3 separate regions of the Gossypium arboreum genome follow, and regions 1 and 3 are each linked to region 2. Evidence: chromatin contacts called from public Hi-C data. All regions are on one chromosome and are shown on one strand. The core of a region is the stretch at or near the end of the contact, and the rest is flanking DNA. Distances in the headings are between cores, read along the strand shown. Region 1 holds the start of LOC108486265 (putative serine/threonine-protein kinase). Region 2 holds the start of LOC108484590. Region 3 holds the start of LOC108486530 (histone-lysine N-methyltransferase ASHH1).

Evidence for each region. Hi-C and Micro-C count contacts between places; a contact is called where the count stands out from the background.
Region 1: a contact with region 2 is called in a Hi-C map of leaf, with 2.5 times the contacts expected there. The contact joins the promoter of LOC108486265 here to the promoter of LOC108484590 in region 2. A contact is called at or near these places in 2 of 5 Hi-C or Micro-C datasets (both in leaf).
Region 3: a contact with region 2 is called in a Hi-C map of leaf, with 3 times the contacts expected there. The contact joins the promoter of LOC108486530 here to the promoter of LOC108484590 in region 2. A contact is called at or near these places in 2 of 5 Hi-C or Micro-C datasets (both in leaf).

What each region holds. Positions count from the first base shown.
Region 1 is chr6:82,258,929-82,262,378 of ASM2569848v2, reverse strand. It overlaps LOC108486265 (putative serine/threonine-protein kinase), which reads left to right and starts at 1,459. Exons shown (of 4, transcript XM_053029603.1): 1 at 1,459-2,910; 2 at 3,162-3,194. The coding sequence starts at 1,776. The coding sequence ends at 2,879.
Region 2 is chr6:81,725,357-81,729,005 of ASM2569848v2, reverse strand. LOC108484590 reads left to right here and starts at 2,083. Exons shown (of 3, transcript XM_053029331.1): 1 at 2,083-2,118; 2 at 2,484-2,740. The coding sequence starts at 2,083. LOC108485834 (probable serine/threonine-protein kinase At1g54610) reads right to left here and starts at 2,432. Exons shown (of 7, transcript XM_017789682.2): 1 at 1,543-2,432; 2 at 812-1,096; 3 at 404-721; 4 at 96-317. The coding sequence starts at 1,917.
Region 3 is chr6:82,681,629-82,685,068 of ASM2569848v2, reverse strand. LOC108486530 (histone-lysine N-methyltransferase ASHH1) reads left to right here and starts at 1,790. Exons shown (of 10, transcript XM_017790634.2): 1 at 1,790-2,053; 2 at 2,142-2,206; 3 at 2,398-2,554. The coding sequence starts at 2,051.

The DNA.
Region 1 (3,450 bases), core at 210-2,709, 530 kb before region 2:
AAAATAAAATACAAAGAAAACTAAATAGTAAAAATTGTTTGTCTAAATCTATATATCAATCCCAATGACCCTAAGGTGACTTATATAGGCTACGGGTTACTTGGTGACCATTTAACCTCGATAACTTTGGGGTTCTAATTAATGTAATATTCTGATATATGCTTGGGGTCCAAGTAAGGAAATTTCCCAAGAGTGTCGTCCAAGGAATTAACCATGTTTTGGCCTGCCTTTGCCGCGTCATCGAGACGTGGGAAGACTTCTCATCACAACGATATGTTTATCTCTACTTGTACTGATAAGTTAGGCTTGCATATTGAGCCAATAAATAGGCAGCTTATTTGCATGAATAGATCCATCTTTCGGAGAGTGCTTGTGTTGATTTTGTTAGTTTATATACTATTGACTTTCATTGTTTTTTTTCCACTCGTTTCATAAGCATTATTTTTTTAGTGTTGAATTTGAGTGTAAGTAATGTTTTGGGTGAGTGATTTATGACAAGTTGCGTCTATCTATTGGGGTTGTAATTGCTTCTTGTGTAAGGGTAGATTTGGCTTTAGCCAATAGGTAGTTAGATCAATTATTGAATAAAATCATTCATTGAGCAATGCTTCGTAAAGTAAGATTGGTAAATTTAAACTGTGTTAATAAATCTCTTTTGTTTACTTCTCTCCTTCCCTTCTTTGCATACTACCTATGTTTTGTTCAAACATTTGTTTGAACATACTTTCCAAACATATAGTTTGAACATCAAGTTGGAAAAAGAGCAAACTAAGGTTGTTACAATTTTAATCTTTTCATTCCATGATTTTGTGTTTTTTATTGTGAACCTAGAACTAAAACTAAAGTTTGAACTTAGATTTGGAGAAGTGATCACTCATCCTCTTGTTCTGAAGCTAAAGTTTCCTCCAGCGGTGAGGTTAAACTCGACAAGGATGTTAAGCATTCGATGCCCTTTTGGAAGTAAAGATTATTGGATTCTGATTCAAGTTGTATTTTGTTAAGAGACTAAATTGAAATGTAGCAAAATGTAGGGTAAACTTTGGGTGGTTTAAGGAGAAAAGATGCAGAGAAGCCATGAGGGTAGATTATTCACTTCTAGACCTTGAATATTCTATAAATAAAAAATAAAAAGAACTTGAATGAGTATGTTTTAGTGGAAATATTAAGAAAATGAAGCTAGCAAAAGGGTTTTGTATTTTATCTTTATTTTGATAACAAGGTTTGGTATTAATTTATTCAAATGTAATTTTTTTTTAGTTTAGTTTTAGTAAAAGAACATTTGGAATTATCGTCAAGAGATGTTTAAACTTTTAGTCAAAAAAATTGCTACATATTTTCACCCCGTTAGCTCGCATTCCACCTCACGAAAATTTCAGTAAAGTATGGTAATAATTAAGAGAAAAATACTTTAGTTACCAAACCAACTTAGACATTAGAATAAACTCCAAAGTAGAGAAAGAAGTTTTTTGCCATTATAAAAAAATTAACCTACAATTTCAAAACAAACCTACTCGATGGAAAAATAAAAATGGGACCCAAAAAGGAAAATGAGTGAGGCTAATTTTGAAGTCTGACAGTTTTTTCTTATCCTAAGATCAACCCCACTGTATTCTTCCTCTCGCTACCGTTGATTCGTCCACAATTTCCACGACCCAATCCTCCCCTCTCCCATCAATCATTGAAAAACAAAACCGGACGGTCGCTTTCTTCTTCTCCTTCCCTTCGCTCTTCCTTTTTTCATCTAATCTCATAGCAGTTCTTTTCTTCTTCGCTAAATGGATCGAAGTCTTCAAGCAGTTATTGCAGCAATCTTAAGCTTCTTTTTAGTCTCTATAGTCTTAGCTTTCCTCATCTTAATCTGCAAATCAACTAAAAAGTCCACCCGCCCAAACCCTCCTCAAACCCGGTCCTTAAACCGAACCCAACCCGCCCCTAATCCTCCCGATCTCACCACATGCGACAGCGCCGCCTTCGACCCCTCTCTCAAACGTCTTGACATGGCGGAACTAGCTTCCGCCACGAAGAACTTCTCCTCCGACCTCATCATTGGCGACGGTAGCTTCGGAATAGTTTACAAAGCTACCCTCTCTTACGGTGTCACCGTCGCAATTAAAAAACTCGACCCAAATGCCTTTCAGGGGCTCCGGGAGTTCCGAGCTGAGATGGAAACCCTAGGCAAGCTGCGTCACGACAACATCATCAAGATCCTCGGGTTCTGTTCTTCGGGTGTGGATCGGGTTTTGATATATGAATTCATTGAGAGAGGAAGCTTGGACCAATGGTTGTACGATGAGGAACAAGAAAACACGATTGGCCGTTTAACGTTATCTTGGGATACGAGGAAGAAGATAGTGAATGGGATAGCTAATGGTCTGGCATATTTACATGGCCTTGATACGCCCATTATCCACAGAGATATCAAGGCTAGCAATGTCTTGCTGGATAGCGATTTTGAGCCCCATATCGCTGATTTCGGACTCGCTCGGCAAGTCAAAGAGGCCCATTCCCACGTATCCACACAAGTCGCTGGGACTATGGGATACATGCCGCCCGAGTACCGTGAAGGAAACACTGCTGCGACAGTGATGGCCGATGTTTATAGTTTCGGGATATTAATGATCGAGATTGCCACCCAAAATCGTCCCAATTGGCCGGTGAGGTTCGAGGGGAAAGATATGGGACTAGTGGAGTGGGCTAGAAAAATGGTGGCCCAAAATCGACAAATCGAAATGATATATCAAAAGATCCCAAATAAAGAGTTAATCGAGGATGAGGTTAAGGAGTATTTCCGAATTGCATGTATGTGTACAAATGAACTTTCCAAAGAAAGGCCTGTCATGAGCCAAGTTGTTGAGCTGTTGAGTCGAATTTCTTCATGAACTTGCAATGGGGAAAATGATGATTGTCTTGGTAATATTTTCCCTTTATAAGAATGTATTATTTTTGCTATCATGTGAAATACTGTAAGTAGCTTATAAACATTTAGGCAATATATTTATATATTTATATATGGAGTGGACAACTTCGTAGTTGATGTTTGTAAATCTGCATTTTATAGTGAAATTTACATTTTAACCATTGCACATGGCATTACGTATTTATCTTTGACTTCATGAGTGAAACAACAAAATCTAACCCTTTTTTTATCGACTTTGTTGCAGAGGTTCAGTTTGCCATCTTTATTTACTTTGCCGGTAAGGGTTGCTTTTGCATTTTACTTCTAAATTGGCACTGAATTCTCCAATAAACAAGGGAAGCCTCCTCGTATCATAAATTATTCATGGTAAGGATGCTAAATACGAACTCTGAATTGCACTAATACTTATTCATTGAAACTAACCTATAAATCTTTAGCTAGCCATTTCTACAATGCTTTTTTAAAAATATGTTGACTTGATTCCTTATTTCCAGCTGCTACAACACAATCATATGGTAAAATAGAAAAGGAAA
Region 2 (3,649 bases), core at 834-3,333:
AATAAAGATGAGTAAAGATTCAAAGGCCATCCTTTTCATCGGAAGAGAAAGAAAAAGAAAAATAGAATGGTACTAAATAAGTTTCCAATTCATACTTCATTTTGAAGCGCTGAAGATGCAGAACCACGATATGCAGGATCTAAAGCAAGAAGGGTGCTTAAAAGACCCAAGGAAGACTGAGGAAAGTTCCTGAAAGCATCCGCTAAACTAGGTTTGTATGATTGTGGAGGTCGGAAAGTTGTTGACAGCCTCAACTTTTTCCAATATGCCTCTGATGGAGTACCGCACAACTTGAAAATCTTGTGAAGTTGCTCAACCTGGATGCGCCAAAACAAATTCTAATATGAGAAACTAGTAACACCAAGAATTATACAGATTAGTGAAGAATATTAGAACGCCTTACCTCTGTTCTACCTGGCATGATTGGCCTCCCTGCAAACATCTCACCCAAAAGGCATCCAGCACTCCAAAGATCAATTCCAACTCCATAATCTGTTGAACCTAACAACAGCTCAGGGGCTCTATACCATAGTGTCACAACTCGGCTTGTGAGAGGACATTTCCGGTTTGGAGAAAAATAATTTGCAAGCCCAAAGTCAGCAATCTTTAGCATCCCGCTTTTGTCAATCAGCAAATTTGATCCTTTAATATCCCGATGTAAAATGCCCCTCTCGTGGCAGTGTTGCAAACCCGAAAGCAGCTGATGCATGTAACATTTTATCTGCACCAAGGATTCAAGACAGAAACTGATTGAACTAGTGTCTCCAATTCCTGAAGTCCCAGAATGAGTAAAGAGGCAAAGAAATCCAACCTGTGGCTCAGTAAGCCTTTCCTCAGGACGAGACATGATTCTTGCCAGATCCGAATGCATGAAGTCAAAAACCAGATAAAGACTGTATTGCATTCTTGATGTTGCCAATCCCTCAAGCTTCACTACATTGGGATGATCCAACTTCTGTAATATCATTATCTCTCGTGCCATAAATTTCACACTCTCAGGTTCTGATGTGTCAAAACGGACCTTCTTCAAGGCAACTATCTTTCCAGTTACCTTATCTCGAGCTTTATACACATTGCTGTAGGTACCCTGGCCTATCTATAACCAAACAACATAAAGAAATTTTACATCATTTGCATTTCTTACCATACAAGTTTATAATGTTTTAAGTTGCATCAGTTACTCACGGAATCAAAGACGATAATGATGATCATAATAATAATAATAATGAGAGCAACTCAGATGATCCTAATACAACCAACTTGGCCTTGTCAAGTTGAGATTGTTCAACATTCTCACCAAGGTTGGAGCAGAGAAGGATAGCATCAAAGATAGTATTGATTGCTTTTTCTTTCCATCACTTTCTTTGCAACCAAACGATGTCAGCCAAGGAATTTCATATTAAACAAAAGAACATACGTTTTCAGATTGTAAACAAGTTATTGAAAATCCAAATTCGACTTGTTACAGTTATTTGATAGTCAGCCAGCCATTGTTACCAGAGAAATTAGATGTAACATCGAAGTTCAGACTCAGGGATTTACCTTATCAAGCTTATCATACGACTCGGCACTTTTTGGAACCAAACCAGCGAAAACCTCTTTAGGGATATTGTCAATTAGCCATTTAGGCCATCCGTCAACCATTTCATCTCCAGCAACCAAAACATTTCTCCTTTCAACAGTTTCATTGCTACTCTCTTTTTCTTTACCGGTCACAACACCATCAGCACTACCAAATCCATTAAGCTGTTTTGGCGGTTCAGGTTTATGAACCCGATCTGGATCAGCATACCTCTGACCAGTCGACCTTCTATGAGCCGCAAATGCTCCTTTTCCTTTATACCCATTTTCCATTTTTAGCTTCTCTAAGCCCCTAGGTGGTGATTTCATTGGGTTCTTGCCTTGAACACAACCCATTTCTTTGTTTCAGCAACCAAAAAGGCTTCTCCTTCTTGATGGTTTAATAATGAGAAACAAAGTAGAGAAAAGGCCAAGAAGAAGAGAATAAAAAGGGGAAAGATGACACTTGGAAGAGTTTAAAGAAGGAAAAGAAGGAAATAGAAGAAGAAGAAGGTGACAAAAATGGCCGTCCTAAGCCGGCATTGTTGGAAGTTTGCTGTATGGGTGAAACCAAAAGGATCTCTTCTTTTCTTTTTCTTTTTTTGTTTCATTCGAATATTTCCTTTTGGAAGTCCTTTTTGTCTCGCTTTCTCCGCTTATTGAGACAAAAAAAGTGAAACTTGAAACCCCCATTCATGGAATTGCCAAATGTGTTTATCATAACTGTTTAAGGCGGGAGACAAATAGTTGAAACTTGAAAGCTCAAGTGTTGCTACTGCAATGAGTAAACCAATGCATTTTGCCACCTGTAAGATGCAAGGTCACGTGACAAATTGAACTTAAAAGGATCTTGATCATGGAATCTACAGCAAAACTGTCCAATAGGGTTTTGCCATGTCATGTCATGACTATGGGGACCACAGAAAGGGTGTCAACCATCTGATCTGGATGACTTGTCAACCGGCAGCTGCTATAGCTGTTGGGGGAAGGGAGGATACAGATCTCTCACCTGCACTGCTGCAGCTGCTATTACTACCCTGAGCCAAAAGAAATTTATGCTTTGTTGTGGCTCGTCTTTCTCTCCTCCTTTACTTGTTGAAGCTTGTATGCCTCACCTTAACCTTTGCTTGGGTACATTCAGGCCCTGGGCTTCTAGGACAACAACTTTTCTTTCTTTCAGGCACGTCTTTTTTTCCCTTATTTCCTTTTTAATGATTTTGGGTTCTGAGCATTTTCTTTGTTTTAGCCAAAAATTGAGCACTTGAATTTGTTTGCTTGGTTATTTAACTTTTAGGGTATCATTTTAAAGCTTTTTCCTTCGGCTGCGTCAAACAAGGGAAAGAATCATATGGGTCCAATCCAAGATTCTTAGGTTAGGTTCTTTATTGGCTTGGCTGAGATATTTGCAGCAGTGTAAAAGGGAGTTGATGATAATAATAGGTTTTGTTGGTTCTAATCAATGAATTAGGATGATTCTTTATCTCTTCTTTCTTAGTGGAATAGCAGCAACAACAACATCAGCAAGTACCAAAATATAGAAAATAGAAAATCATCAACATCCAACATCAAAACAACAGAACTTATCCAGTAAGACTCTAAGAACAACAGAGACTATTGCTCCTAGTATAGATAGCTAGGTGAGGGGAGATGCAAATCCTTAGTTGAACAGCCTCCTTAATAGTGCAACAACAGTAGAAGCATTGAAAATAAGTGTGAGCTGTCCTGAATTATTGTTACTTAAAAGTTAAAAAGTAATCATGAAAATGCATGTGATATATTAGTAATGTTTAGGTTGAGTACATATCTGATTTCCCAAGCGAATTTCCTTATTGAAAAGCAGTTTGATGGTTTGCTCTTTTTAAAACCAATTTTGGAAATGTCTGGCATTTACATTCCATGTGTTTCATACCACCCTTGACTCCATCAGAGCCAGATGCTAGAACTTGAGTATTATGAGCTTATATGCATTTCCTGGTGTCAGTTGAAGAAGCTGATATCTGCAGCAAATACCATTTCTATAACTCAAGCTGGTTATTCTGTCTTATCTTTTGACGATTAGATGTCAGCTCAGGAAGCTTCTGTTACTATC
Region 3 (3,440 bases), core at 541-3,040, 960 kb before region 2:
CAATTTTAAATTTCAAAACATTAAAATCAATTAAATAAATTATTGAATTATTTTTCCTTTTATAATGTCAACGAATGTTACTATAATATTGAAATTAACAAAATTCAATAATTTAATCTCCTTCTAAATTTTATAATTTTATTTTATGTTCCCAAACTATCCTTTAATAAATGTCTATGAAACTTAAATTTTTTTTGATTATATAATCTCAAATCTTCTATGTTAAACTAAAAGGAAATATTTTTTTACAATTAATTAGATAAATTGCTTGCTTTTCGTTTGGGTAAAAAAGTAATGAAAAACTTTTGATTTTATTCGACATGGAAGATAAAGTTAATTAATTTGCAAGGTTTTTCTTTAGTTTTAACTTAACATAAAAGATTTAAGATCATACAATAAAAATTGAGTTTTGGTAGATAATTATTAAAATTGAGTTATTTGACTTGATTTTAATTTAGAAACATAAAATAAAATTATAAATTTTAGAAGGAGACTAAATTAACTAATTTAATTAATTTTAATATTATAATAACAAATCGGTGACAATATTAAGAGATAAAAATTTTCAACAAGCTATTTAATTGATTTAGATATTTTGAAATTTAAAATTTTAATATTGAAAAATAAAACTTTGACAAGAGGGCAAACAAGTACAATTTAACATTTTTAATATATTATTTTAATTTTTATAGCTTTTTCACTTTAATCATTAATATTTTTACCTTGACTAGTACTTAAAAAAGAAATTTTTGTATGACCAAAATAAAAGTAATCTAGAAATTAAGGAAACAAAATAAAATTGAAAATATGATGTAGCATGTAGAATCAACTGCAATTAGATATTTTACTTTTGAAATTTTTTAATCTTGATACAAATTAAAAAAAAATCATTTACAAAACTTTGAATTTTTCATTGTGATTATAGGTTGAAATTTTGGATGTTGCCCGTATTTGAAACTTGGGAGTTGGACTTAAAGATAACTTAATTTTATGTAATTATATTAAGAATCGTATTTACATATTAGTATGACTTTATAAAACTTTATGAATTTCAAAATAGTTTTATTAATATATTCTATTTGGATATTTTATTTTTCTTTTAATTATTAAACAACTTCTAAATTTTCTAATTTATGTTATTGTAGATAATTTTATTAAAATACATATGGTTTAAAATTAAATTTATCAGTAATATTATTAATATCATATAGTAATTCATGTTTAGTCATTTGTGATAAGTATAACACAAGTTATTGTATTATTATTTAATATATTCTGTCATTATATTTTTATATTATCATTAAAATTAAATTTTATAGATTTTAATAATTATTACTTTTATATATTTATTATAAATATATAATTATAGTATTAAAATATTTTATATTAAATTATTGTTTTTAAAATTTGTTTCACTTCATAATTTAACATAAAATTTATTATTAATTAATTTTCCCATTAATCAAAATTTAATATAAATATGCAATAGTTATGAATACATTTTCATAAAATAAAAATTATTATTTATTTAATTTTATTTTAAAAATATCGTAAATGTATATTAATTAATGCATATTATGGCTGTTCAGTTATAAAATTTAAATTTTTTTAAGCTTTAGGTTAAATTTATCTTAAGTTCAGGCTTTTCTCGAGCTTAGATCTGTTACAAACTCAACTTTCTCAGGTTCAGATTGTTATGGGCTTGGATCGACATGGGCGGACTTTTGGTCTCAGGCTTGTTTTGCCAGCTTTATGTTTGGGTGATTAAAATAAAATTGGTCTAAACATTGAGTGACTAAATTGTAAAGATTTCTTTTTAAGTGACCAAAATGTGAACGCACTAAAATTGGGCGACCGACTGAGTAGTTTATCCACTCCCTAATTTTTTGTTCAAATAGTCCGCTAATCAGTTTTCTTCTCTTCTTATCTCAGTTCTCACCCACCGCCGTCCGCTGGTTTTTGCCGGATCTGACCCGTATCCCGTGTCGGAATCCGTGTTGACACAGGTACTGCACCCCAAATTGCCGAGTCCGGGTAACGAAGCTCTCCAATGGTATTATTATGATTATGGTTATGATTATTTTCCTAGAGGTGCTGGTTTTATAGAATTTTTATTACAGCATTATATTGTTTTGTTAAAGGATCCTGAGAATGAAGACCTTCCTCAATATGAACACATTTTTCAAAACGAATTCTCATATCGAAAGTAAGATATTTTTTTGATCATAATCTTTTTAAACTAACCTCATGTTGCTCGTAGCTGCTTTGGTGTTTTCAGTTTCAATTATTTGGAATGCAGCAATTTTATGCATTCTGGAGCCTTTTTTTTGGGTACTGCTTTGCTTTAATTTACGCAAGGATAACCTAATTGCTATCCAAAATTGCATTCTTTTGCAGACATAAAAAGCAAAAAGAGGAAGATATTGCTATATGCGAGTGCAAATTTGACTTTAGTGATCCTGATAGTACATGTGGAGAGAGGTGCTTGAATGTACTAACAAGCACAGAATGTACACCCGGTTATTGTCCTTGCGGTGTTTACTGCAAGAATCAGGTAAAGACTGTTTGGCATGAGTGTGCTTCAAGGTGGACTGGGGGTATGGTTCTACGAGGTTATGTGCTTGTGCTTGTTGTATGTGCGTTTTCCTATGTGGATTTATGTATGGTAGGTCTGTTGATTAATCCCATTGCTTTGACATGTCTCTGTGAATCTGTAATATAAGTGTGTTCATTTTACACATGATAATTGTTTTTTTCTTCCTGGTCTTTATGTTCCTTTTGTTGAATGTTACTAGCTTTCGGTATAATTTGTGTAGAGCTGAATATTTGACTCTAACGGGAACTAATTACTTACTGTATCTAGTTTATTTGGTTCAATTGTGCTTGACATTTCATAAGAAGCTAATTGCAATTTTTCTAATTATCTTTACTTGAAATTTCAACTTTCCTTCAAGTCATTTCAATTCTATTTCATTGCTTCCAGGTTCCATGTGCTGTTTATAGAAAAAGGGTACTTTTTTTTGAAGTAGAACCTATATTTTATACTAACTTTCTCTTCAGCTTGGTCTAGGGGCTAGCAGGAATCAGTTATAATCAACATAACTGACCCATCAAAGCTGGTTTATTGATTAAGTTGGTTAAGGCTTTGGTTAAAATGGTTTAGTCAGTCGGTTATCAATTGTTGAATTTCACAACCAAACTGACCGACTTAATATATATTATTTATTTTAAATATATTTATGATATCATAAATATATAATATATAATGAAGTTAAACCAGATCCAATTTACAAAACCAACCCAATCCAATCCAAATTTATTATAAATCCAATAACTTTAAAAGAACAAGGAAGATGAAAAAACCTTTTGTAAAAAAAAAAAATCAGTTAACCAACTTATCCAACCAAACTTATTGAACCCACCAACTTCGCCGATTGCTC